Linked DNA regions of Mus musculus: all the other regions are linked to region 2. Evidence: chromatin contacts called from public HiChIP or PLAC-seq and promoter capture Hi-C data. All regions are on one chromosome and are shown on one strand. Each heading gives the region's core, a stretch centred on a gene start, on an enhancer-like site or on the middle of the called end of the contact. The rest is flanking DNA. Distances are from core to core; before and after follow the strand shown. Region 1 overlaps Zfp106 (zinc finger protein 106). Region 2 holds the start of Tmem62 (transmembrane protein 62). Region 3 overlaps Zfp106 (zinc finger protein 106). Region 4 holds the start of Stard9 (START domain containing 9).

Region 1 (6,444 bases), core at 3,209-5,708, 440 kb after region 2:
GTCTAGAATTTAGAATTGCAGTATCTTGTTGGGCCAGGTATGGAGACACACACCTTTATTCCCAGCACTCAGGAAGCAGAGGCAGGAGGATCTCTGAGTTTAAGACCTGTCTGGTCTACATAGGGAGTTCCAGGACAGACTTGGCTACATAGAGAAACCCTGTCTCAAAGAGGGAAAAAAAGTCTGTTCACCTTTTTCCTCTTTAATAAAATCCCTTTCTGTCCTGTTATCTGGCCTACTCAAACTTAATATTCATTCACATCTTTAGATCTATGTAAACGCTTTGTTCCATCTTGAATAACTGAGCCTCATGCTGACTCTATGTTGCTCTATAGGTTCCTTTTCTCTTGTAAATAACATCTTGACCACCCTAACTCATTTTATTTAGAGATCCTCATATCGATAAAGGTTCCTTCATGTTATGTCCAGCCATAACAAGTTTTATATAATTTGCTAGCTCATAACAAATAAGTTGCATTAAAAATGAGACAATTTTTGAAGAACCCCATAAAGTCTCAAACATACTTCATTGACGTGTAGCCTTAATTTAAGGATAGTCATAACTAGTTTGTGCCTTAGAGACAACTCAATCCTTATCCCGTTCCCCTTAGCCTCAATAGGTGATCATTTCTTCTGGATTTCATACTTAATTACTGTGCTTATTGTTTACTTTTGAGTTATGATCTTGTAAATATAAAATAGTTCATTGATTTTTTGCCTTTTCATTTTTTGAGAAATGATTTCTCTGTGTAGCCCTGACTGTTCTGGAACTCACTCTGTAGACCAGGCTGGCTTTTAACTCACAGAGATCCACCTGCCTCTGCCTCCTGAGTCTTAGGATTAAAGGTGTGTACCACCATGCCTGGCTACGTAAGTTTTTATATTCCGTTTTAAAGGCAAACTTGACCATATTGGTAAGTTTTGTGTGGTTTCTAATATGGGCATAGGGAAGATGTGTGATATGAGCAGTTACTTCAGATAGATGCTATCAAAGACTCATGCCTTTATTTATCGAGCAGCTGTTGTAGTTTTAGTTAGAGCAGGCTTAATAAAGAAAGGCTTATGCATAGAGTATCTTAAGACTGCCTTTTGTACATGAGGGGAAATTGCGTGGTGACAGGATGGAGCTAATTTGGGCCCTTCAAACACCCTGAGGAAAATTATTGCCTTTATTAGTTATGACACAAAGGCAGTACATTTTATCCATAATTATATGTTTATACAAAGTATGTAAGCCAATTATTAATGAAAAATTCAAAAGAGGTATATTGATGGCTTGAACATATATTTTTCTTTCATAAATAAAGTCATAATAATCTATATTGAAAAAATTAAACATTGTACAAAAGTCCCAATAGAACTGGTGTGGCCACATCCAATGCTGTGTCTTATACAATAAGTAGAAACGTAGATGAAAACAATGTGATTTCTAACTAAAGACAGTTGGCTTGGATCTCAGCTGCAGTGTATGTGCGGTATTTGTCGTATAGTCTCTAGAGTCTTCTGGCGCTGCCCGTTGTGAGCAGATTCCTATTTATATTATAAACTTTCTGTGTTGCTGTGAGATATTTGCTTGCTATTACAAGAGAATGAGCTAGCATCAATTTAGATGTTTCAAAGAACTTTATTTAAAGAAATTTATTAGAAATGAGCTAGCATCAATTTAGTTGTTTCAAAGAACTTTATTCTTAAGAAGCTGTTTGTTTGTGACAGGGTCTCACTTCTGTAGTCCTGGCTGGCCTGGAACTCACTGAATAGACCAGGCTGACCTAAAACTCACAAAGATCCACCTGCCTCTACTTCCACATTCTTTTCTTTTCTTTTCTTTTCTTTTCTTTTCTTTTCTTTTCTTTTCTTTTCTCTTTTCTTTCCTTTTCTTTTCTCTTTTTCTTTTCTTTTCCTTTCTCTTCCTTCCTTCCTTCCTTCCTTCCTTCCTTCCTTCCTTCCTTCCTTCCTTCCTCTCTCTCTCTCTCTCTCTCTCTCTCTCTCTCTTTCTTTCTTTCTTTCTTTTTTTTTTTTTTTTTTTTTTCCAAGACAGGGTTTCGCTGTGTAGCCCTGGCTGTCCAGGAACTCACTCTGTAGACCAGGCTGTCCTCGAACTCAGAAACCCGCCTGCCTCTGCCTCCCAAGTGCTGGGATCAAAGGCGTGCGCCACCATTTCCCAGCTTCTACATTCCTTTAATCTTTAAACATATCTTTAAATATATAGACGTGGTTAGAAAATAATGCATTAAAATATTATAGGATAGTATGGAATTAGAACATTGATTTTTGGGTAACCCATTGATATTTTTAGGGAACCTGGTCAGAGTTCTTCATTTTAAAATTTTTAAATGAAAGCATTTGTGCTACAAAGTTTAAAAAAAAAAGTGTAAGATTTCTACATTTTTCCATTTTCAGAGACTCTTTCAAAATAAGAAACAGTATTGGGTGTGGGTGTGTGCCCAAAGTTGCTACTGCTTTTGCTCTTCCAAGCTCCCCCTCCCCCTTTCATTTTTGAGACAGGGTCTCCCTTTGTGGCCCTGGCTGGTCTACAACTTGGTATATAGATGGACTAGGCTGACTTTGAACCCACAGAGGTCTGCTTGTCAGTCCCTTAATAATGCTGTTTCTGTTTCCTTTATTGGGGGTTGGGTTACTTTTTGATTTTTGTTTTTCAAGACAGGGTTTCTTTGTGTAGCCCTGGAACTTGCTTTTTGAACCAGGCTGGCCTTGAACTCACAGAGATCCATTGGTCTCTGCCTCTGCCTCCCAAGTGCTGCAGGGTTAGGGTTAGTGACTGCAGCCACTGCCGTCTCCTCTTGCTTCTTCTACTTTTTAATTATATTTTTTATTAGATATTTTCTTTATTTACATTTCAATTGTTATCCCCTTCCCTAATTTCCTCTCCGAAAAATCCCCTATCCCCTCCACCCTCCCCTTGCTTCCCAACCCACCCACTCCTGCTTCCTGTCCCAGGCATTCCCCTATACTAGGGCCTAGAACCTTCACAGGACCAAGGGCCTCTCCTCCCATTGATGACCGACTAGGCCATCCTCTGCTACATATGCAGCTAGAGCCATGAGTCCCACCATGTGTTTTCTTTGGTTGGTGGTTTAGTCCCAGGGAACTCTGGGGGTACTGGTTAGTTCATATTGTTGTTCCTCCTGTTTGCTTCTACTTAGTGCAATGCTGCAGATCAAACCTATTGCCTTATGCCCTGCACTCCCAATGCTACCTACCATTTCCTGTCCAACTGCATTGCATTTTGTTCCCTGCGATTTATTTTTTTGTATGTTAGTGTATTTATGTAGTAAATGCATACCATGTGAGAACCAGTGTCCACAGAGGTCAGAAATGGGTGTCAGATCCCATGGCCCTCAGAAATTCTCTGAGACAAGGAAAAATGTTCTTAACTACTGAGCCATCTTTCTAGCCCTCATGATTGTATTTTAAGATGTATCAGGCATTGTTTGAGTTTTTATAGTTTGTAACTAAGTAACATAGTGTTTTGCTTGGCATTTAGTAATTGTTGGTAAAGTGTTTGTTTTGCTTTGCTTTAAATGGGCATTCAAGTGATTTGTAACAGAAAGTGTCTTCTAGTAAATGAAGTGCTCAGTTTCAAGGACTTCTGTTAATTCATGTCAATTCTGCTTATTTTGATTGAGTTTGGTTAAAACTGGGGGTTGGGGGAGGTGACTGAGTGTGTTTCATAGCATGTGTCTGGAGATTTATATAGGCAGACAGATGTAGATACCCACATTGGTGTGGGAATCACAGAAATATCACTACTATAAACCCATAGCACAAGCACTTAGACTAAGTTTGAATTATTGGACAGCCACAGTTGCACGCTTCTCATTATTGTTGCACAGACAGATGACGTAATCAGGGGATTGAAAGAACTTAGAAACAGTTAAATTATTGATCTGCTACATATTAAAGAGGATTTAAGATTTTGATTCTTAAAACTGGCCAAACACAGTTGGAAAAATAGATAGCTCAGCAGTTAAGAGCACTGACCGCTCTTCCAGAGGTCCTGAGTTCAATTCCCAGCAACCACATGGTGGCTCACAACCATCTGTAATGGGATCCAATGCCCTCTCCTGGTGTGTCTGAAGACAGCTGCAGTGTATGTGTATATATATAAAAGAAATCTTTAAAAGACTGGCCAAAGAGGAGATTTTGCTATTGAGTCAAGTAGAAGAAAAAGTAGACAGAAGCAAGCCAGTCATCACCAGTTTAGGTAAAAGCCAATTTTGTGTGTATCTGGACTGCATCATTTTCTGAAACTGGAGAGAAAACATTTGCCTAACAGCTGCTAACTTCCTACATTTGACATGGTTTCAATTCCCTTTAAATAAGCCTGCTGAAGCAGTGTGTCACATGTATCATCCAGACTAAGAACATTTGCTACTACTGTCTCTTGCCAGGGTCCGGACTCTTCACATTCCAGGCAGAGTGCCAGCTGTTTAATTTTTAGTTACCAAGCTGAGATTGGCTGTTCCCCCTCCTCTTTGCTCCACCCCCAACTTTCACTGGAAGAGCACTTTAGAGCTGGAGATTAAATGGATGTGCTGTCACCAGGCTTTCTGAGTGCAGCTGCCATCATGGGTGTGCCCCAGAGCAGCTTGTCTTTGCTCTGAGCCCCCTGCCCTGCCTCCCCTTTCACCATGTTTCCTTCGGCAAGATTTTAAGTACAGCAATTCAAGAAGATTTCTCCTAAAGCCTATTAATTTGAAGTGTTTTACCTCTTGATTGCTGGAAAAGAATCTTAAATTTATTCCAAAGTAATTTATAAGCAAATATACTAACAGTGGTGAGAGGAGCACCGACTTGATTCCCTCTAACCTTCCACTGTGGCCATCTGCATACAGAGTCTTTCAGAGGCAACTAGCAATCTGGTGAGTGTGCCATGCCAGTGGGGAGCATTGAATGTCCTTCATCTCCCTCTTTCCCTAGGGACATTAGTCATGAGTGCCGAGTGTGCCGGGTCACAGAAGTGGGTCTCTCTGCATATGCAAAGCACATTTCTGGCCAGTTGCACAAAGATAATGTTGATGCCCAGGAAAGAGAAGATGATGGAAAGGAAGAGGAAGAGGAAGAGTATTTTGATAAGGAACTTGTTCAGTTAATACAAGAAAGAAAAGAACAAAGTCGGTAAGTTGGTTTGTTTTTAGTTTTGCTTTTTGAGATAGAATTAGATGTAGACAACTTCTCTGTCCTGAGGATGAGCCTCTAGAGCTTTGTGCAGCAAAGAGTACACTCTACTAAGTAAGCCTAAGCTACACTCAGCCTTGTGATTTGACATTGAAAGATAAGTAAGCCTGACTTTAAGACCCTTAAAGCTTAATCTTATTTTAAATATTAAGTTTTGTTTGAGTTTGCTATCTGAGGACTAAGGACTATGAAGTGCTTTTTTGAACTGTTATATTATCTGTCTTTAAACTCAGTCTTGTTTTTAGTCCTGAAAACTATGGTCTTGGTTACTGTGTCTTGAACTGTTCTTATTATCCAATTTTTCTATGAGAAAGCCGTAGAGTATAAGTAAAATGAATAGACATTTCATCTTTTATCATTTGTATTATTATATTTTTTGTTGCCCAAATAATATCTCTTAGGGGAAAGGATGACCTCTTATAAATTAGCATGGTGCTTTTCTTAAATCTGAATTTTACCTTTGGCATCCTAACAACTATACAGTGCCTGGTTCACTCTAGATGTAATATTAATATTACATTATATTAAAACATTAATATTTTAAGTTTGACAATAGCAAGACTATTTGAACAATATATGTTCCCTAATTGTTTTTCCTAATTTTGTATATCTGTGTTTATGTATTTATGTGTTAGGCATTTATGGTTTTACTTACCTGATTTTATAGCCTGAAGTTTTTTGTTTGTTTGTTTTTAATTGAGCCAGGCAGTCATGTAGCCATAGCAAGTTTTCAGTTTGCTCATAGCGAAAGATGATTCTGAATTTCTGTGTCTGTCTCCCTAGGTGGTGGGATTATAGGTGTGTGCTACGACTTATTTATTAATGTGACAGAGAATAGGAGAGAACAATTAATGAAGTCCACAAGTGTTAAAGTCCTTCTATGTGATGAGGAAACTTCCAACTCTAAATTTTAATGATTCTTCTTGAATATTATTTATACATACTCTGACCTGCTTTTTGTTAGAGATTTAAATATAGGTAGGAAATATGTAGTTTTACCCTAGATATTAACATTTTAAAAGTAAGTCCTTGAAAAAGACTTTCTTAGTCTTAAGATGCCCATAGCACCATGATTGTTGACCCCTTGGGCTGTGCGGTCCTTCAGATACTATTCTCATGACCTCAGTGCAGCTGGTGGAGCCTGCGCTTCTGTTTTAGGAAGTTAAATGGGTAGGACACTAATTTTTGTTTCTTTCATACACAACAAAACTATTATAGCTAAGCTATGTAAATGATCAACCATTA
Region 2 (7,067 bases), core at 2,731-5,230:
GACTCACACCCCTAATTCTAGCATTCCTGAGATAGAGGCAGGGAGATCTCGGTGAGTTCCAGGCCATTTCAGCACAAACTATATAGTGAGACTCTATTTAAAAAAAAAAAAAGAGCAGAAGAGAGCCAGGCATGGTGGCTGATGACTATATTCTTAGTGCATGTGAGGCTGAGGCTAGAAGGAGAATTAGACAATTCAGACCAACCTGAAAGCAAATTCCAAAAAGTATCAAAGCAGAGAAAAATATTTTTTAAAAGGACTGATTGTAATATACACACACACATACACCACACACACACACACACACACACACACACACACACACACACACACACACACACCATACCAAACCATACACATACATACATACACACACCACACACTCATTTTCTAAATTATCCAAAGCTCTTTCTACAGAAATTTCATCTGTTAGAAGTGAGTTTATCCATTTATTGAATGGACTGTCCCCTTCTTTTGATAGACTCTTTTGATCTCGTAGTCTGTCTTGTGGTCATTTAGATACCTGTAATAATTGGCGATGCTCTCCAGACTTGGGATGTTATATGCATCTAAAAGAAGAAAAGCAAACATGTATCACTTTCTATAACACATTAAATGGCAAGGTGTCAACCAACTGCACACTTTAAAAGCAGTAACTTTACTGACTGAGCATACCGGAGAATAGTAGGCACATTGTAATTTTGTTCAGAAGAAATCAGTTTGAAAGTTCTAAGAGTAGACTGTTGTTTCTGCTTGCCTGAAACTTTCTAGGTGGCTCATGTTGGCCTCAAACTTGTTTATCCTGCCTTGACCTCCCTTGAGCTGGGAGGATAGGCATGTGTTACCATACCTGTCTTGTTGCTGCTGTTTTAATCATGGGATTATAGAGTCAGAAAGAAACAAATCTATACAACCGTAACAAGTGCTTCTACACAGAGTCTCTAGTCAGGCTGGCCTGGAACTCCCTCTGCCAGAGAGAATGACCTTGAATCTGTTTGTGGTACTCTTGCCTCTACCTCAGGAATGCTGCCACATCCAGTATGCAGTTTTAGGGACCAAGCCAAATGACTCATGCATACTAGGCAAGCACTCTACCAACTAAGCTATAATCTCAGTACTATGGCCTTTGACAAATACACAGTTATATATTTAAGACCACAATCAAAATAGCAGTTCAATCATATCCCAAATCTTTAAAGTCAGTTTCTCCTTCTATTTCTACCTCTGGCAACCACAACCTGTCTTTCTGCCTATAGTTTTTATCTTTTCTTGAATGTCATATAAATGGAATCATACAACAGGAAAATGTAGATGGAGTTTCTTTTTTTTTTAACACATATAGGGGTGTTTCTATTTTATTTATTTATTTTACCCATTTTAAACATTTTCCCACAAGAATTTCTGAAGAACACTTTCTCCCATGTAAAGAAGAAAACACTATATCAACTTTCACTGGAAAGGCCAACAATGACATCTCCATCTCAATGTTCTTTGTTTTTTGTTTTTTTTTTTTTTTTGTTTTGTTTTGTTTTTTGAGACAGGGGCTTTGCTATGCAGCCTAGCTGACCTGGAACTAGTCTGGCCCCAAACTCACAGAGCTCTACCTGTCTCTGATGTCTTAATATCGTATTTTATAGCTGCACATAAGAGATTTGGCCTTCACTATGTCCAAATTTATGTTACAATTTTCCATTTTATAACTCTATAATCTAAACTAGAAAAATCTATATTTTTGAAGGAAGCTATATTCTATTCTGCTCTTGGCAGATTTACCATGATTTCCTTTGATATCCAGCCACTTGGTTTTTTCCATGACTCTTGTCTTTTTCAGAATTCTCTGGTAAGTTTGCCATTCTACTTCATGTTGTCTGGATCCCAAGTGTTCCTTTGTTTTGGCATCTGTCAGGTCTCCTGTGGGTTTACACAGAATGGACTTGAAATGTAAAATAAACTCCAGGGGACTCAAACAAGCATGTTCAACACAAATTTGTAAACTATTCAGCACGAATACAAAAATCAATTGAGTCCACATATGTCCAAAGCAAACCATTTAAGCCATTTAAACTAACAAGATTATCTCAGCAAGGGTATTGTTATTATAGGTTAACAAGTGTTTGTGTAGTCTATAGCGATATTAGGAGTGAGTTGTGGGGGGAGGGGAATGACTTAAAGAGCCCACTACAATGGCCTAGAGAGATGGCTGCTCTTCCTGAGGTCCTGAGTTCAATTCCCTATAACCACATAATGACTCACAACAATTTATAATGAGATCTAGTGCCCTCTTCTGGCATGCAGGCAGAACATGATATACATAATAAGGAGAGAGAGAGAGAGAGAGAGAGAGAGAGAGAGAGAGAGAGAGAGAGAGAGAGAGAGAGAGAGAGAGAGAGAGAGAGAGAGAGAGAGAGAGAGAGAGAGGGAGAGAGGGAGAGGGAGAGAGAGAAAAGAGACACAGTACAAAATTCAATGAAACTCCTTTGTGTGATGTTGCAACATTGTAGCAAGTGCCTATTACCTATTGCAACAGTTGTTTTCCAACCCCTAAACCAGGATTTATGCTGTGACCAAGCATTATTTCAGAGCAAAAAACAATCTAGTTTGACCAATGAAATGCTAAAGTTTCTAGGAAGTAAACAGAACACCTGAAGCAGGGACTTATTCATTATCTGAGGACAGATACTTCATCTTAGTAAGAGACATGTTTCAGAAGGGTGAGTGACAGCCGAGCCACCCAAAAAACAGAACACAGAACACAACTCTTTGGAGCTTTTCCTACCCAACCTTTGGGCTCACACGTGCACAGGTTTGAAGAGTCCTCAAACAACTGAAAACATAACCTCCTTGTACAGAAAAATATAAGTCAGCAAAGGAGAGCTTTTGATTCCCGGTTATAGGGCACCCCCTAATATTCAAATTCATCAGGACATCATCACCATCAATACACGCGCACGTGCGCACACACCCACACATAAACACACACACACACAACACAAATATGGCAGACAACATCTGGTCGTAAGCATCACAAGCCTTATTCCTACTGAGAAAAACCTTGAGATGGCAAAGCATTTAGCCTGGATCCTGACTCCATTATCCACCACTTCAAAGGGCTCACTGACGGTCTAGGGCCAGAGTTGCCAACACCCTCAAGCGAATAGCTGCTGCCCATTCTACCATCAGGACCATAGAACACCACCACCGCACCGCACACAGCACAGGAATCCTTCCTACCAGTGGCCAGGACAAGAGCCGGTTGAATGATGTCAATAGTTTCCGAACAGAACTTCTCTAAGGCCAGCGCTCTGCCTGGATCTTGAAATCTGCTCAGGTGAATGTCGGATATCTGTCAAAAGCAGGCATTGGACAGACACGTTATCTGAGTCAGGAAGAGCCGCACCGACACGGGTGGCCCGTCAGCTCTCGGGGAGCGGAAGGGAAAGAAAAAGATGCCCTAACGAACCCCGGGGAAGGAGAGCCGAGCCTCCCGGCGGACTGCGACCGAGGCCCCCTGCTGGGCGAGCCCGCCCCGCGCTGTGCCCTCCCCTGGCCTCCCGCCACTTCACCTGCAGCCCCCAGAAGATGTTGTTGGCTTCCGAGCCCGGGGCGGGGTGCGGCCTCTGGGAGCCTCTGGGCTTCGGCAGCGGCGTAGTCGGCCCAGCCAGGCCGTAGTGCTCCAACAGCAGGGCGGCCACCGCGGCCGCCGCCAGCCCTGCCACCACCCGGACCGCCAGCATTCTCGCCATCTCGGCGCAGCCCCGGAGCGCTCCGGCCCGCACTTCCGGCCTCTGTGGCCTCCCGCCGCCTCCGCAACTCGCCTCAGCCCAGGCCTCCGCGCCGCGGCAGCCCGGTTGCCCGGCGTTTGACAACCTAGTGAGGACCAGGAAGAGCCAAGCGAGGGGGTGGCAGGGAGGCAGCTCGCCACCTGGCTCCACCAGGGTCTGGCATCCCTGACCGTGGTGCGACCTCAGCACCTGTAAAGCGAAGTTAATGACACCTTGCGTGCGTGCGGGGTGCTTGTGAGAATCAAAGTGAGTATCAGGACGCCTCTTAAAGTACAAATGCGACGGGCGGCTCACTCTGGCTCCTTCACGAATAACATAACCCCACAGGATTCCTTATCTTGTGGAAATTATCTTTTTCCTTAATCTGATTTTATATGTACTTGTTATGGTATTGTGGCACTGTAGTATACTTGTAAATTAACTTTTTCTATTGCCTGAAGCAGAATTAGAGTCTAGTCGTGGCCTTAATTTATCAAACCTACTTCTTTATTGTTGGCTTTCAACTCTTTAATATGTGTTGCTATTAAGAATAAACATTTTTATACAAATCGTGCTTTAAACAATATTTCCTTGGGATATATTGTCAGTGTTGTAATTTTTCAATCAGTTCAACATCTCTGGACTGTAATAAGCCATTGATGCAAACAGAAAACATAAGGGAGCATTTCCAGTGTGGTTCCCAGCACCTACATTAGAAGGCTTCTGACCACAAGCGCCAGGGAATACAACGCCCCCTTCTGTTCTCTATAGAGAATGCACTGGGTTGCATAAACCCACTTTCAGACACACATATAATTAGTACAAAAATAAAATATTTTTAGGTGGGTGTGATGGCACACACTTTTAATGCCAGCATTTGGGAAACAAACGCAGGAAGATTTCTGTGAGTTCGAGGCCAGCTTGGTCTACATAATGAGTTTCAGGACAGCTGGGACTATGTAGAGAGACCCTATCCCCCCAAAAAATTAATTACAATTTTTAAAAAGATTTACATGTTGATTTTATGTATGTGAGTACACAGTCACCCTCTTCAGACTCACCAGAAGAGGGCATCCGATCCCATTACAGATGGTTGTGAGCCACCATGTGGTTATGGGAATTGAACTCAGGATCTCTGGAAGGGCAGTCAGGGCTCTTAACTGCTGAGCCATCTCTCCAGCCCCTACAAAATATTTTTTAGAATCTTTATTGTTATCATATGGGTATGAGTATCTTGCCTGCATGTATGTCTGTGTACCATGTGTGTGAATTGCCCATGGAGGACAGAAGAGGGCACTGAATCCCTTCGCACTGGAGTTGCAGACTGTTGTGAAGGACTATGTAAGTGCTGAGAGCGGAATCTCAATCCTCTGTAAGAGCCACAAGTACTCTTAACCACTGAGGCACTTCTTCAGCCCTTAAAAATAAAATGTTAAAAAAATTTAACTGTAAAAGGAAAATAAAGATACTAGAAACAATTCACAATACAAACCTTTAAAATAAGCCAAGCTTAGTGGCTCAAGCCTTTAATTCAGCACATGGAGACAGAGACAGGATGATCTCTGAGTTAGAGGCCAGTCAAGGCTACATAATGAGATTCTGTCTCAAATAAAACAAAATTTTAAAAATCTTTAAAATGACACACACAACAGAATATCATACAATAACTAAAGTAAATTTGAAGAAAAATGTATGGGGTAAAAGTGTGTTAATAACAGGCTAATAAACTTCCTAAGATTTATAGTATGACACACTTAAGGCCAAGGACAGACCAATGCAAGAGCATAGAAGTGTAAGACTATATAGTATGTTTGTGGGAAATGTGAATAAACTTTAAGGTCAGAGATAACAATGGAGGTTAGGCTGACAAAAACATTTCAGGGTAGATTTCAGAAGAGATTTGTGTGGCATGCAAATTAAATTTCATACAATATACGTAGTATACATAGATAAGAGAGTCTCACAGCAATATATATAAGAAAGTTTCTTGAGATAAAAGTGGTGCCATGGGTGGAGAGGTGGCTCAGCGGTTAAGAGCACTGACTGCTCTCCTGAAGGTCCTGAGTTCAAATCCCAGAAACCACATGGTGGCTCATAACCATCCATAATGAGATCTGACACCCTCTTCTGCTGTGTCTGAAGACAGCTACAGTGTACTTACATAAAATAATAAATAATTTTTAAAAAGTGGTGCCATACAGCTATAATCCCAACTTGCAAGTTTGAGATATGATTTGAATTGCACCTTAGAGACATAAAAGTCAGGAGTTCAAGTCCAGCCTGGGCTACATAACACAAGAAGTAGAAAATTCTATGAAGTTTTATTTCATGGACAAAATTATTCATGCCATTCCACAAAGTGTTTAAAATATATAACAATTTTTTTTTGTTTTTTGAATAGAAATTAAAAGGTCAAACACAAGTTTTTGAAGAATATTATGAAAGAAAATCAGCATCATAGCCAGGGATGAATAATCTATTCATGAGATATATAGAAAGCATAGATACTTAACTGGGTGTGGTGGCACACACCTTTAGTCACAGCACTGTAGAAGAGAGCTAGCAAGTTCCAGGCCATGTAGGCTACATAGTGAGACCCTGACTAAAACAAACAAAACAAAAACAAACAACCGAGCACCCCACTGTTAAAAAGTATTATAGCAATCTCAACCAAAATTCAGCAGTTATTTTAAAAAGCCGGGCATGATGTGCTGTGCCTTTATTCCTTGCATTAGAATAGAGGCAATAAGCACAAGAATCCATAGCGAAGAAAGAACTCTGCAAGTCTGGATGGGCATTGTTACCTGAGGATACCAAACAGTAATAAACTCTAGGCCCGTGGTTGGGGATGCTGATGCCTAATGAGGCATTCACAATGGAAAGACTGTGTATGCTGATCCCTGACTCCCTTCCCCCTAAATGAAAGTGCTTTTGTATAGAAGAAAACCATGGGGTGAGAAGGGAGTTCACTTAGCTATTACCAAACACTGTACTATTGGAAACCAGGCATTCTGGGCTTTTGGTAGTGCCTCATTCATCTTTACAAACTTTATATAGGCATCTGTTTTATAGATGAGGAAGTCCAGTAAGTTTAATGCTCCTAAATTTAAAACCAAGTAGCAAAAATAAAATGTACTGAATCCCAATGAACAAATTTGCTTCTAGAAGTATATAGCCTCTATTATTTAATTATTATTAAATTAGTCCTCCAACAGGAAGGAAGGGTCCAATCACATCTGGTTAGGAAAACAGGAAGATATTAAAAATGCTTTCCTTAAAAGATGGGCAGATCCTTTAAAAATATCC
Region 3 (6,955 bases), core at 3,132-5,631, 460 kb after region 2:
CTTTTCCACCTTATTTGGAGAGCAGATTTCACCATCTTCCTATCCTGGATCCCAGAGTTTCTTAGCTTATGTTGCTGTGATAAAATACCCAGCCAAAAGCAACTCAAAAAGAGTTTGTTTGATTTGGCTGACAATTCAGGGTTACACCATTAAGTAGAAGTCAAGGAAAGAAAGAACTTGAAGCAGCCAGTCATATCCACAGCAACGAACAGAAAGAAGTGAATACGTATATGCAAGCTTTTCTGTATTTGGCTCCCTTACCACACTTACAGTCAGGATCTAAACCCAGGGAATGGTGTACCCACATTGGGCGGTCCATGTCCTTCCCCCATCCTCCTTTCTGCCCCACTTAGTGCATTCAGGACAGTCTCTCATATTATCCACAAACCAAATTGACAAATCTCATTAAGACTTTTTTTCCCATATGATCCTAGGTTGTGTCTAGTTGATAAATAAAACTACCACTATACAGAGTAAGGTTAAGTTGTTGGTGCCTGATAGGATAGGTAGCAAGCTTATGCCTCAAGAGACTTGTCATTTCTACTTTAGAAGGTACATTGACAAGCTTGGAGAAGACTTACTAGTAGAATCAGGGACACCTTGTCGCAGGCTTTGTGGCAGCTAACATGAAAGGACAGGCTGAAGATGAGAGAAGGGAATAGGAGCACTATCCATGGAGGCAGGGGTCGGAAGTGTGGCTGCTGTAGCTCCACACCCCATCAGTGCCAGGGCTCCTCTGCAACAGCACTGACTGGGACTGTGTAAGGAAAAGCATGCAAGGTAGTTTTGGCCTTTTGGAAACTTTTCAAATAAAAATTGAAGACTCTAGTATATCTAGTATAATCAAGTGATTTGATCCATTGATACTTGTGATAAGTGCAGATTTTTAATTGAAGTGCCAGTCTCCTGATTAGATTGAATTAGGCAATATGAATAAAAACAAAAGGGCAAATTACAATTCTATTTATAAGGACGAAAGCTTAATAGTTATATTTTTCTCTTGTGCAGGTATTGTTGTCAGAGATTGACATCACAAAGAGACTTTGATGTCAGGCAGAAAGGTTTAGATGGCTGAAAGTCAAGAAGTAGAGGACAGATTTGAAAACTTTTGCATGCATGAATTTTGCAAATCAGGGCTGGCTCTTTTTGGCCGATGTTCTAGAATGCAGAATATAGTACTCAAGATAGACTGTTTACCTTGCAAGCTCTGTCCATCACTAGACACTGAACTCCAGACAGTTCTTAGCATGTCAAGATGGCTTGAAGTCATTGCTCAGCTGCCAACTGCTACTTTCTGCTGAGTTTCTGGGAGTTTTACTTCATGTATGTACCCAGAATATCTTTTTAAAAAATGTTTGAAGAAATGTGAAGCTTTGTGAGCAAGATTGAAAGCAGGGGAGAAGAGATAGGGGAGACGTGCATAAAGTGTGAGGTAGAGCATGTGTTTTAGAATTTATGGTATAAACATTCCATTCTGATAGGAAGACTGCTATCTTCTGTTAAAACACCTTCTAAGACACATCTGGTGGCGAGGGTATAGCAGAAGATCAAAGTAACACAAATGTGGAAAATTTAAATTTACTTATTTGTTTTAGATTAATTTCTCTTGTTTTATGTGTAAGAGTGTTTTGCCTGTGCACCACATGCCCACAGAGGTTGGTCAGATCTTTGCCCGAGAGTTTGGAATCTTCTTTACATTGGAAAGAGGACTAGGTGATTAAGAGGCTCAGATTTGGGCTGGTGAGATGGCTCAGCAGTTAAGAGTGCCGACTGCTCTTCCAAGGGTCCTGAGTTCAAATCCCAGCAACCACGTGGTGGCTCACAACCACCCGTAACAAAATCTGATGCCGTCTTCTGGAGTGTCTGAAGACAGCTACAGTGTACTTATATATAATAAATAAATAAATATTAAAGAGAGAGAGAGGGAGGATCAGATTTCCCTCATCTTGCTGCTCACAATACTAGTAACTCCAGAGCCAGGGGAGCCAGTACCCTCACATAGCCTCCATTGGAACCTGAATACATAAATGGTGTACCCCACATGTACACACATACAATAAATAAAAATAAATCTAAATGTGTTTAAGAAAACAGGTACCTCTCAGCAGAGAAATTTTGAAATGTCATGAGATATATAGCATATCTTTTAGGGGGATAAAACACAATGAGAACATAGGCATGGTGCTTCCAGCAGTATGAAGACTGAGGCAGGAGAATTCCTGTGTTTGAGAGTAGTCTGGACTGGCTATATGGTTCAAGACTCAGCTGGGTTGCATAGCAAGACCCTTTTCAGAAAAGAAAAATAACAGTGGAAGAGTCCTAAGTCTGGCAGAGACTGTGCTGGAGTCAGGTGGTTGTTAGGGTCAATACAGTTCAGGTCAAAGGTAGAAAATAATTTTCCGTGTAGTTTGCCCAACTAGGTCAGGGTAGGGAAGTCATGAACAGCAAAGAAGGTTGGAGCTGACATACCTTTGGGATTTAGGATGGGCAGTAGATGGGAGGGTTTATAGCCACTTTAGTTAGCTGTTTTTGAATTTTTTTTTTTAAATTGCTTTTATGGAATGATGGGTTGTTTTTTCAGAACAACAAGCGACAGGAGATCTTTGAATGCCATGGCCCTCGGGCAGTCAGCTGCCTCGCAACAGCTCAGGAAGGTGCCCGAAAACTGCTGGTTGTAGGATCTTACGACTGCACCATTAGTGTTCGTGATGCACGGAACGGACTGCTGCTCCGAACCCTGGAGGGCCACAGCAAGACTGTTCTGTGCATGAAGGTGAGGGAACGGATGGGATTGATGGCGTTTCTGCTGCTGTGCGGTGAGGCTTAGAACAGGCATCCTGTAAAGAGCACAGTCAGGGAGATCATAGTCCTTTGTGCCTGGGTTAAAGCACAAAGCTAGCAAGAAGCAAATGTATTTTATTGTGGCCGCACTCTGTGCCCTTCTAGGATAGTTCATAGTTGTCCTGCATAGGCCATGAACTCAGCAATGCCCTGGCAAGTTCATCAGTGTCTGGTGAGTGGTAAGGCATGTATTTTCAGTTAGAAAATTGTCTGGGAAACATTATCTCATGCAGTTTGCATTCATCTCAAAATAGGAAGGAAATTCACATTTACCAGTGTGCTTTTCAAGTTACAGAGGAGACAGAACTTCCGCAGAAGTGACTGCGCCATTTCTCTTTCAGGTAGTGAATGACCTTGTGTTCAGTGGCTCCAGCGACCAGTCGGTGCATGCTCACAACATCCATGTAAGCTGTGCGGCTGCAGTGGAAGGGTTTTACATGGGAGTCTAAAGCTTGGAGGCTTCCTCAGACCCTTGGTTCTTACATCTGACCCGCTCATTAGCTAGTAAAGCCCCGTGTGCATGTGTGTGCTCTTGGGTGATTTCAAACCTGGAAATCCTATCCTCATCGAAAAGAACTAATCAGAGAAAGACTCAGATTGTATGGAAGGTTTCATTTGAATGCCTGTTTTGAACTTGGGGCTCTTAGCGAGTATTTAAATTAGAACAGATTCAAACTATTGCGAGCCGACCCTCAGGTCTCAGAGGCAAGCAGCTGGTCTGTAGATGGCTTTGGGCCATCCTGACATGTTACTTGGGACCAGTGAAATGGTAATAGAGTGCAGCTTGGCTATTATTTCTTATTTCAGATTGTTTGTTTGTATATTGCATTTGCATATATAAAATAAATATGTTGGGTATAAATATAAAAGTTATTTGATATATACATAGCCTGAAGATAATTCTGTTTTTAATGTGTCTAAGTTTTGACTGTGACCTGGCACATGGTATGCTTTCACCTGCGATTGATGCCTCTGCTCTGAAGTTGTAGATTCTGGAGCATTTCTGATACTTGGATCAGGGATAGTCATACTTCAAAAAGAGAGGAGCAGGCGAATGCCTCAGCAGGTGAAGGTGCTTACCACAAAACCTGATGAGATATGTTCGGTCCCCTTAACCCATTTGGTAGAAGGAGAGAACTGACCTCCAGTTGTCCTCTGACCTCCAGAGTGTGTGCTGTGGCATGTGTGCCTATACAGATACACAAAGTCAGGAAATGTTTTCTGTTCTGTTTTATTTTGTTTTCCTGAGACAGGGTTTCTCTGTGTAGCCCTGGCTATCCTGGAAAAACTGTCTGTAGCTCAGGCTGTCCTGGAACTCAGATTCATCCACCTGCCTCTGCCTCCCCAGTGCTGGGATCAAAGGCGTGCCTCTCCGCCACCTGGTTTGTCCATAAATGTTAAAGTCTGAGGATATGTGTAATGTTTGTGCAGCTAATGGTGCCTTGAGAGTAAAACCGGGAGCTGTTAGCATTAGAAGAGCTGCATTGTTTACCTCAGAGTCTCCCCTTAGAACTTTGCAATCAATGATTGTGGCTGGAATCCTAAAGCTCAGCCTGTTGACTGCCTCCTCTTTTCTGATGCAGACTGGGGAGCTTGTGCGCATCTATAAAGGCCACAACCATGCAGTCACTGTGGTGAATATTCTGGGGAAAGTGATGGTGACTGCTTGCCTGGACAAGTTTGTTCGTGTCTATGAGTTACAGGTAGGATTAGGTCCACATACTTTGTATAACTTCTTTGAGGTGATTGTGCTGGTGTGAGATTGGGATCCACATTTACAGAAGCCTTCTACCATGATTAGGAAGCAGCCAGGCCAAGGACTGCACTCAGATACCACTCTGAGATACTTGATCACGCTCCTGGTTGTCAAAATTAATATTTTTGTATTGCCTTTCTTTCTCTTATGGGTGGTGGGTGACTAGGTGGACAGGAATTGAGACGGGTTGTGTAGCCCTGTGTAGCTAAGAATCTTTGGACTCCTGACCCACTGCCTTCTCTTTCCAAGTGCTGAGCTTAGTGTCATCTTTGACAAAACTTACAGGCTTTCTGGAGAGCATCTGTAGCCCCTTAAAACCTGTCCAGTCTTCCCTACAATGGTAGCTTTATCAAGTCCTCCGCTGACTAATTGATTCTCTAATTGTTTTTCTTCTGCTTAAGTCCCATGATCGACTGCAAGTTTATGGAGGGCACAAAGACATGATTATGTGTATGACCATCCATAAGAGTGTGGTGGGTATTGCTTGCTTTTCAAGTCTTTCTTTGCCTTTGTGTTTACTTAGAACTCCATATGCTGATAATAATGTGTCTACTAAGTAACATCTTCCCAACTTGATTGTGATGCGCCCCGTTACTGTTTACTGAGTGCTTTGCTTGTGTTAAGGAGTAACCCAACAATGTTGTTGAACATTCTATTTCCATTAATAGCTAAAATAAGTGCAGTAAAATCTGTTCCTACAGCTAAGTGGAAGATGCAATTAGATGCTTTAAAAAAAAACAAAAAACCAAAAACACTTGCTTTTGCAGACATGCTGTGAACAGGACACTGGAAACATAGTCAGAATATTTGGCCAGTGTGGCATAGTTAGAGGCAACTCACCTGACCCTACTTAACTTTCTTCTTTGTTTTTAGACAAGGTTTTACTGTGTAATGGTAGCCTTGTTAGGCCTAGAACTCATTGTGCAGACCAGGCTAGCTTCAAACTCAGAGAGATCAACCTGCCTCTCTCTCCTCAGTGCTGGGATTAAAGCCATCCCACCTGGCTCCCTGTTTAACTTAGGGTTTTAATTGTGAGGTCGAATGAGGATGGATGTTTTCAAGATCTTGAGTAGTGAAGCCCTTTCTTGGCAATGCAAACAGACTCCCAGTTTGTTAGCAGCACTGTCCCAGTGCAGAATACATGGGAACATTGAAGCCTGCCATCCTTGCTGTGAGCCACAGGTCAAGGATGACCCTCTGAGGGGCTTTGACCAGGTCTTACATGTTATTTAAATTTCTGTGAAGAGTATTTTGTAGCTGTTTTCTTTGTGTATATTTATTTAGTCTGATACCCTAAGCAAACCTCTTTTTCCAGATTTACACTGGCTGTTATGATGGCAGCATCCAGGCTGTGAGGCTCAATCTGATGCAGAATTACCGCTGTTGGGTAAGAATGGGACTGTTGGCACCAGCCCTGAGGGTTGCTTGGTCTGGGCTGGGTTGATCCTCTTGATCATCAATCAATGTAACGTTCTCATTTCATGATTGGCCTTACACCTATTCTTTTACTTTATGGCAGACAAGCTTCATGTTGGAAGAATACACAGAATGCTTTTTGGCTTCTTTATTGAAAAATCTCAAGTTAGATATGAGATATATAAATTGTATCTTCTCACTTTGTCCCCTGGTTGCTTTGTTTTGAGGAGTCGGGGAGTTGTTTTGTCTTGTTTGTAGTACTAAGGGTTAAACTTCACAGGTGATGGGCAAGTCCTTTGCCACTGAAGTCTCTCCCCTCCTAGGTGGTTTCTGTTTCATTAAATCAGTACAGGAAGTAAATGGTGGGGCTTATTTTTGTAGCCTTTCCTGTCTGCACAGCCCTCCTCTGGTATTACAAGTACTCAAGACTTGACTTATGTCCTTGCTGGTTTCTGATGAATAGGCGAACAAAAACTTGCTTTTTTTTTTTTTTTTTTTTTTTTTTTGGTTTTTCGAGACAGGGTTTCTCTGTATAGCCCTGGCTGTCCTGGAACTCACTTTGTAGACCAGGCTGGCCTTGAACTCAGAAATCGCCTGCCTCTGCCTCCCAAGTGCTGGGATTAAAGGCGTGTGCCACCGAAACTTGCAGTTTTAAATTTCTAATTTTGTCTTAGTCTACTGGGCTAAATTGTGTGGTTTTTAAAGAATAGAAGCTAATAATTAGCCCACAAAACTTAAGCACCATCTGTATAGGCCTTGTTTTTAGCTGGTTCTAGTGCTAGAAGTGACCAGCGAGACGTTTAGCTCTGGGTTTCTTTTCCCCAAACCCTGATCCCTTTACCAGAATTAATGTTGGATATTTTTTTCAAATTTGAGTCTAGGCTTGTCTGTAGGCACATTAATTTTCAGCTTTGAGATATATAGGTATAGATACATAGATAA
Region 4 (6,763 bases), core at 2,827-5,326, 350 kb after region 2:
AATATTTAAATGTAAACTCTGGCTTTCAGGTGACAATGGTCTCCCTACGAGATCTCCTTTATCCTCTCCAGAGAGTAGAAAAAAACTCAACAATGGACACCCCCTAATTCCTACTTCACAGATGTAAAAAGGGAAGATACTACAAAGTCACCATAGCCTGTAGGCATGCTTTGTGTGCTGGCTGCTCCATTGTCCTCTGCCAGCCTGGATCCAGGAGGGAAAGCAAGACTTACCGAGGGCTGCTCCTTGAGAACGCAGCACTAAGAGTGCCCAGGGAAAGATTAAGGGGACAGATACTCATATCTTTTTAGAAGAGTACTTTACTTTTAGAGGAGAACTTTAGTTTTATAGAAGAGTAAAGTTTGAAAAGGGAAAGGCAACTCTGACATTAGCCATTCAGAAACTACAGAAGAACCTGGCTGTCATGAGTAAGTGCCTGTTCATAGATAACGACTTTAGGGAAGTCAATAGCCAAGGTGTGTAGACGGAAAACCTAACTTTGTTCTTCAGGGCTGGAGAGATGGCTCAGAGTCTGGCTGCTCTTCCAGAGGACCCAGGTTTGATTCCTGCACCCATGTGGTGGCTCATAACCATCTGTAACTCCAGGCCCAGAGAAGAGATCTGATGCCCTCTTCTGGCCTCCTAGAACACAAGGTATACACGTGGGGTGCAGCCATACATGTAGGCACAACACCCATACACATAAAATAATAAATAAATATATTTTTTTAAAGTTTGTTCTTGGCCAAGCTTATTCTCTAGACCCAAAAGTACCCTGAAGTGATTAGCAAGAGAGATAAGTAAGAGGAGGCAGGGGATGAACGGTCCCTTGTCTTCCTGGAGCTCCTGCTGAAACTTTGGCAGAGCCCATTCCCTTTTAACAAGAGCGAATGTCAAGAGGAAACAAATCACATCACAGAAGAGAGGGCATAGCTCTGAGGCTGAGGTCTATAACCTCCACTCTGCCTCAGCTTCCTCATTTCTTGGCAATGGCGGCTTATACCACAAGCTAACTACAGCAGCCGTCATGTGGTCACCTCCTTGGCTTCTTTCCACTGTTTAAGCTCCACAAAAGGAGAACGCATTCATCTTCCACATCAGGAAGGGTGGAGGAAGTTGACACTAGGAGATGGGGGGAGGGAAGGAAGTTCCCTGTGCCTGTCCAATTGTGCTCCAAAATTAAATAGGGTGGTAAAAGAAAATCTGCAACAAGACTCAGGTTAGTGGCCTTTTGGGATCTGAAGGCTGATGTCTGATGTCTGGACCACATTATGGCCAACACAAACCCTATATTATCTGGTAAAATTCCTAAGGATGCCATGGATAAAGTATTATCAGTTGTGGGGCTCAGGATAAAGTCTAACTGGTGACCAGGTGAGTTACATAGACACACAAATTGCCCCTGGCAAGAGTTAAGCTGATCATGGCCCTTATCACATCCCTGGGGTTAGTTTCAAAGCAGCTGCTTATCAGTTTACAAAACAGCTGCACTATTCCAGTTAGCAGACCATTGACCAAACCACCACATCTTCTGGAGTCTACGCACAATTCTCTTCTTGTTTATTTGCTTTATGATTGGTCCACGATTCCTCTACAAGCCTCTTCCATCTCCTGCTCTTTCATATACTAGACATATTCACCCCAAGAGGCCACCTAATTATAATAGTTCTTAATTTAAAAAAAAAACAGATATTTCAGGCTTACCTTTACATTCCTGATTTTTGCCACTTTGTCATCAACTTCCACAATAATTCTTCCCCCTTCTTTGGTCTCCCTAAGAAATAAGAACAGAATTTAAATGAGAAAAAAAAAACCCTTTTTGTTTTGTTTTCTGAGACTGATTCTCACATATCCTAAGAACCCTAAAAAAAAGTGGGGGAAATGAATGCATGGTGTGAAAGGCACAGGAGAGTGGGGGCAGAGCACAGACCAGGCAGGTGCTCTTCAGCAGTGAGTGAGTCTGGATAGACAAGGACAGCATCTCACAGTGACAGACAGCTGAGGTCAAGGCTAGGGCTTCAAAACCACTTCTGTGCTGTTATTTTATTCAAGGTCATCTCTAGCCCTATAGAACAAAGGAGTAATTTTGAGCATCTCAGAAAGGAGCAGGATGGTGCGGCGAGTCAAATCCTGCTTTTTAGAACTTAAACAAGACAATGTTCTCATTTGGAAAAAATAATGTTAGCTTTGGCTAGGTGACTTTAATGGTTCCTTCACACATACAGTTATCAGTGCTGATGACTTATTTGAATATTAGCACAGACTACATAATCAGCAGATTCCACACATGCAAAACAACCTCAATGAGCAGCGGGTACTACCACTATCTCTGCAGACTTCTGTGGGAATTGAAGAATGGTCTGCTCTGACTTCTTGGCTGAGATTGCACTGAGTGCTTACATAACTACCTCTGAATCTATGGTCCTTGTGAACCGGGAGCCTGCTAAACTCTGCTCACTCCTGGAGATCAGTGGGCTTGACAGTCTACCACTTACTCTCAAGGCCCCACACTGGTGCTGAAAGTAAGTTTCCTGGTTGTTTTTCATTGTTGTTGGATGAGATACATTATTCTTAGCAGTGACTGCAAATATCAACAGCATTTTCCTAATCTAATCCATGCTATTTGAAATTGCTGGTTTCCAAGGAACTAAACAGTTAAGAGTAAGTGGTCAATGTTGCTATCCTACAAATCCTAAAAGACAGTTTGGAAAGGACCTCCTCCTAGACAGCAGCTACTCCCAGGAGGCCCCCAGCCCTGAGTCACCACAGGCAGTGATATAAAGCCAGATGTTTAAAAAGTCATTTACCAATCAAAACACAGCAATTTGGGGTACACTCTTTTGTGTTCCTCCTATCTCACTGCTCTCATTCGGTCTAAACTTTTAAAAGCAGATGGCCTCTAAAAGGACAAACCTAACCCATACAGAACCATTTTCGTCATAGGAGACAATGCCCTTTTTGACCTCTGTTCCCATTTACCAAGGTATCTTGTGTACTGGACAGTTAAAAAAAACCTGCTAATTCCAATACATGTCATCTGGTCTAGACCCACACTCTGCCAGTTTTATCACCCATCACTCTTCCGCTTCAACCCAAGCAGGTGTCCAAGGCTTCCATCTACACCCTAAGAGCAGAGATTTGCTCTTTCTTCCTGTTCTTGGAGGACTCTGCACTTCTTCTCCTTACTTGTCAGAAAACTCAAAGATCATTCACAACAGCTCTTTGACACCAACTTTTGTGCAAAGCATTCTCTGACTTCCCAAGTGAGAGGAAAAGAGGATGAAGTGTGCAGCTTCACACTGGATGCCTCAAGGGCTGAGGGGTGCAGAATCAGGCTCCTACACAAGGAACTAGCTAGCATGGAGGACACCAAGAAGAGATGTCTGGAGAAACTTCCCCTATGTCACAGTTCAGTCTTTAAATCACACCAACTACTGAGCACAGGTTGAGAGTGTACTTTCTCTGGGCCTTTATTTTCCTTCCATATCCTGATAATTCTTTTTCCTATGTCCTCTTGGAGCAATCCCATGTGTATATACGGACACAACAGCCTCCAGTCCTCACTTGGGTACTCCCAGAACACCAAAAGTAGTGGAGTCTGCCCATCCTTTTGTACTTCCTCACGTCATGCTCCGTGAGAAAGGCCCTACTACGTGCACCAAGACCCAAGCCAGGGTCCCTAGAAACTAGTTGGCAGGTCACCAAGGACATGCACACAGGGCAGCGACTCCTGGAGCCACACAAGAACTGCTATCTCCTAGGACGCGAAGCCCTGTCCCTCCAGGCCTTCTGGACCCTGAGCCTCCATGACAATCTGTGTCTGATTTTTTTTTTTTCTCCACGCCAGTCCACCCTGAGGAAGGCAGGGACCTCGCACTCCTCTCAGCTCACTTGACCCCTCAGGCGCCCCCTCCTGACAGACTCACCGCTTGCTGAGAGGCCGGACCCTCACGGCCACCTGCACATTCGCCATCCCTCCGCCACAACCCAAGACCCACACAGCGGTCCGGCGGAAGCATCCCTGGCCGGCGTCCAGCGAACAGACCCAGCCACAGGCACTGCAAGAGCCACAGACTGCCCCGCCCGTCCCACGCGCCTCCCGACCGCAGCCCAAGCCTCGCCCTAGGGGGCGGGGCCCACTAGGTATCAACCAATCCTGAGACAGATGGGGGTGGGCCTCCTTGCCTTGCTCCACCCTCTCACTTCTCTGGACGCTCCCGCCCGAGTGCAAGGAAACGCCAGACAGGGGCGGGGCCTGCGGAGCCTTAGCCAATCCTGAGGCAGGTGGGCTGAGCAACCTGGTCTCGTTCTACCCCTCGCACCGCTGACTGTCCTACGCAAGCTGTAGTATCTCTTTTGTTCTAAAATCTGGTGACTGAATTTCTGGTTAATACTTGAAAGTTCATGAAGGAAATTAGTAATTTTATTTTTTACCCTATTGGTCTGCTATGTCAAAACTGCGGCTAAATTTTAAGGTCAAAAATAAAGTGGAGCCTATCGTAGAGGCTGAGGCAAGAATATTTTGAATTCAAGGTTAGCCTACATGGTGAGTTGAAGTCAGCCTGGAGTTCAGCGTGAAGTCCCGTCTCAAAACAACAACAATGAAATGAGAAAAACAAATGATTTTGTAATTCTAAGGTGCGTTTAAATGAAGAGGCTTGGGGCTGGTGAGATGGCTCAGTGAGTAAGAGCACCCGACTGCTCTTTCGAAGGTCTGGAGTTCAAATCCCAGCAACTACATGGTGGCTCACAACCATCCGTAACAAGATCTGACTCCTTCTTCTGGAGTGTCTGAAGACAGCTACAGTGTACTTACATATAATAAATAAATAAATCTTAAAAAAAAAAAAAAAAAAGGTGTGGGCTGTCATGCCCAGCCTAAAAAAAAAAAAAAAAAAAAATGAAGAGGCTTTTTTTTTCTTCTTTCTTTCTTTTTTTTTTTTCCTAACTTACTGACAAATTTCTCTCGGTTGCCCTGTAACTTCACTACCACCCTAAGCAGTATTTATAGTACATACAGAGCAAATGCTGTCTGATCAGAGCTGGTTTATTCAAATAAGAAATAGCTATTTATAGCTGTAAAGCCTGAAGCCCAGCTCTGAGACCTGGGGTGCTGATGAACACTTAACAATTCCAACACTGGGGAGTTCCAAGACCTCCACACAGGAAGCTCCCATGTCTCACAACAGCAAAAACAGAAACAAGGGTCCGTTTCTGATGGTGACAAATTTGTGTCCACTGAAGACTACTAAATCGTCAAACATCATGATTAGAGAGAGGTGGGGTAGGGTTAGCCATTGTATTATTAATATTAGGGTTAGAGTTTATATAAGCTGGAGAGTGGTTCTGCAAGCCTTTATTTAATCTTAGCAATTGGGAGGCAGAGGCGGGTGGATCTCTGTGAGTTCAAGGCCAGACTGGTCTACAGAGTGAGTTCCAGGACAGCCAGGGCTACACAGAGAAACCCTGTCTCAAAGAAAGAAAGAGAGGAAGGAAGGAAAGAAAGAAAGAGAGGAAGGAAGGAAGGAAGGAAGGGAGGGAGGGAGGGAGGGAGGGAGGGAGGGAGGGAGGGAGGGAGGGAGGGAGGGAGAGAGAGAGAGAGAGAGAGAGAGAGAGACTCACACAAAACCAAGACAAACAAGAAACACACAGACCAAAAAACAAAAAACCCCAAGTCACTTCCTTCATGAGAATTAGGATCTTATGGAAAAGGAAATAACTATCTAAATGTGTATAACATTGTGCCAGACACAAAATGCAAAGAAAAATAAAAGGGAATAAAAGAGAGTAACAGTGTTAGGTGGTTAAAGAGAAAGTTAAGAAAGTCACTACTTTATATAGACTCTTAAAGGAAGTCCTCACTGATACCAGTGACACCCCACTATATTTGAGGAAAGTAAGGCTGGGAAGTTTTTCAGAGACTATTAGTTCATAGAATTTCCTACGTCAGCCTCTATTAAGGCAGACACTGTTCTAAGCAATCAGAACACACCTGTCTGGTGAAACCTCTGACCTCATAGAACTGGGAGTAGACTAACAGGTAAAAACAGTTTTAAAAAATGTTTAGCCATGCAGCAAATTAAAATTTAAAAGTATGTTTTAAAAAGCAAGAACGGGGCTGGTGAGATGACTCAGCAGGTAAGGGCACTGACTGCTCTTCGGAAGGTGCTGAGTTTAAATCCCAGCAACCACATGGTGACTCACAACCATCCGAAATGAGATCTGACACCCTCTTCTGGTGTGTCTAAAGATAGCTACAATGTACTAGCATATAATAATAATAAATCTTTGGGCCGGAGAGAGCAGAGGGCCTGAGTTCAATGCTCAGCAACCACATGATGGTTCATAACAATGTACTCACATACATAAAATAAATAAACAAATCTTTAAAAAAGAACAAAACTAGTTGTAAAGAGAACAGAATCATGGAGCCCGAGATTGGAGGGCTGTGTAATCAGAGTCCTGTGTATAATCAGAGTCCTGCTTCAGTTGAGGCAGGAGAATTTTGAGTTCCATGCTAACCTGGACCACATATCAAGACCTGGTATCAAAACAAAACAAAACAAAACAAAACAAACAAACAACAAAACAAAAGCCATGCTGTGTGTGAAAGGACAGACACAGGGAGCAGGTCAGTGTAAGACCCCATGCTTGTAAGACAGTCTTCGTAGGGGTAGACCGAGGTGCAGAGCCAGGATCATGGAGTTAATATGAAGCCACAGTGGCTTCTTGGTTTTATTCAGTGGATTGGGAAACATAGGAA

The links. Promoter capture Hi-C pulls out the DNA fragments that hold promoters and counts their contacts. HiChIP or PLAC-seq counts read pairs in DNA pulled down with a chosen protein or histone mark.
Region 1: a contact with region 2 is called in an H3K4me3 HiChIP or PLAC-seq map of stem cell-derived neural progenitor cells, with 15 read pairs. The contact joins the enhancer-like site here to the promoter of Tmem62 in region 2. A contact is called at or near these places in 4 of 39 promoter capture datasets (the C10 cell line, liver and pre-B cells), 1 of 484 Hi-C or Micro-C datasets (embryonic stem cells), 3 of 115 datasets of contacts at active chromatin or transcription factors (the 230-238 cell line, embryonic forebrain and stem cell-derived neural progenitor cells) and 1 of 9 other capture datasets (adipose tissue).
Region 3: a promoter capture Hi-C map of embryonic stem cells shows a contact between it and region 2, with 2.6 times the contacts expected there. The contact joins the enhancer-like site here to the promoter of Tmem62 in region 2. A contact is called at or near these places in 4 of 39 promoter capture datasets (the C10 cell line, embryonic stem cells and liver), 5 of 115 datasets of contacts at active chromatin or transcription factors (the 230-238 cell line, embryonic limb bud, embryonic stem cells and 1 more) and 1 of 9 other capture datasets (adipose tissue).
Region 4: a promoter capture Hi-C map of the C10 cell line shows a contact between it and region 2. The contact joins the promoter of Stard9 here to the promoter of Tmem62 in region 2. A contact is called at or near these places in 9 of 39 promoter capture datasets (the C10 cell line, embryonic stem cells, erythroid cells and 5 more) and 2 of 115 datasets of contacts at active chromatin or transcription factors (embryonic stem cells and pro-B cells).

The regions. Positions count from the first base shown.
Region 1 is chr2:120,537,990-120,544,433 of GRCm38.p6, reverse strand. Zfp106 (zinc finger protein 106) reads left to right here. Exons shown (of 22, transcript NM_011743.3): 4 at 4,942-5,139. Among named protein-coding and RNA genes, the nearest start is that of Zfp106, 23 kb to the left of the region's middle. Within about 2 kb of position 4,458, at least 151 of the 459 cell types and tissues checked have an H3K27ac peak or open chromatin away from gene starts, as enhancers often do. A contact at or near this core is called in adipose tissue, embryonic forebrain, liver and 1 more, where this site is marked.
Region 2 is chr2:120,973,975-120,981,041 of GRCm38.p6, reverse strand. It overlaps Tmem62 (transmembrane protein 62), which reads right to left and starts at 3,980. Exons shown (of 14, transcript NM_175285.3): 1 at 3,564-3,980; 2 at 3,232-3,343; 3 at 1,774-1,911; 4 at 524-569. The coding sequence starts at 3,743.
Region 3 is chr2:120,511,732-120,518,686 of GRCm38.p6, reverse strand. It overlaps Zfp106 (zinc finger protein 106), which reads left to right. Exons shown (of 22, transcript NM_011743.3): 16 at 2,582-2,773; 17 at 3,183-3,245; 18 at 4,425-4,544; 19 at 4,999-5,070; 20 at 5,913-5,984. Among named protein-coding and RNA genes, the nearest start is that of 4931402G19Rik, 46 kb to the right of the region's middle. Within about 2 kb of position 4,381, at least 7 of the 459 cell types and tissues checked have an H3K27ac peak or open chromatin away from gene starts, as enhancers often do. A contact at or near this core is called in embryonic stem cells, where this site is marked.
Region 4 is chr2:120,626,434-120,633,196 of GRCm38.p6, reverse strand. It overlaps Stard9 (START domain containing 9), which reads right to left and starts at 4,076. Exons shown (of 33, transcript NM_001370940.1): 1 at 3,927-4,076; 2 at 1,705-1,774. The coding sequence starts at 3,973.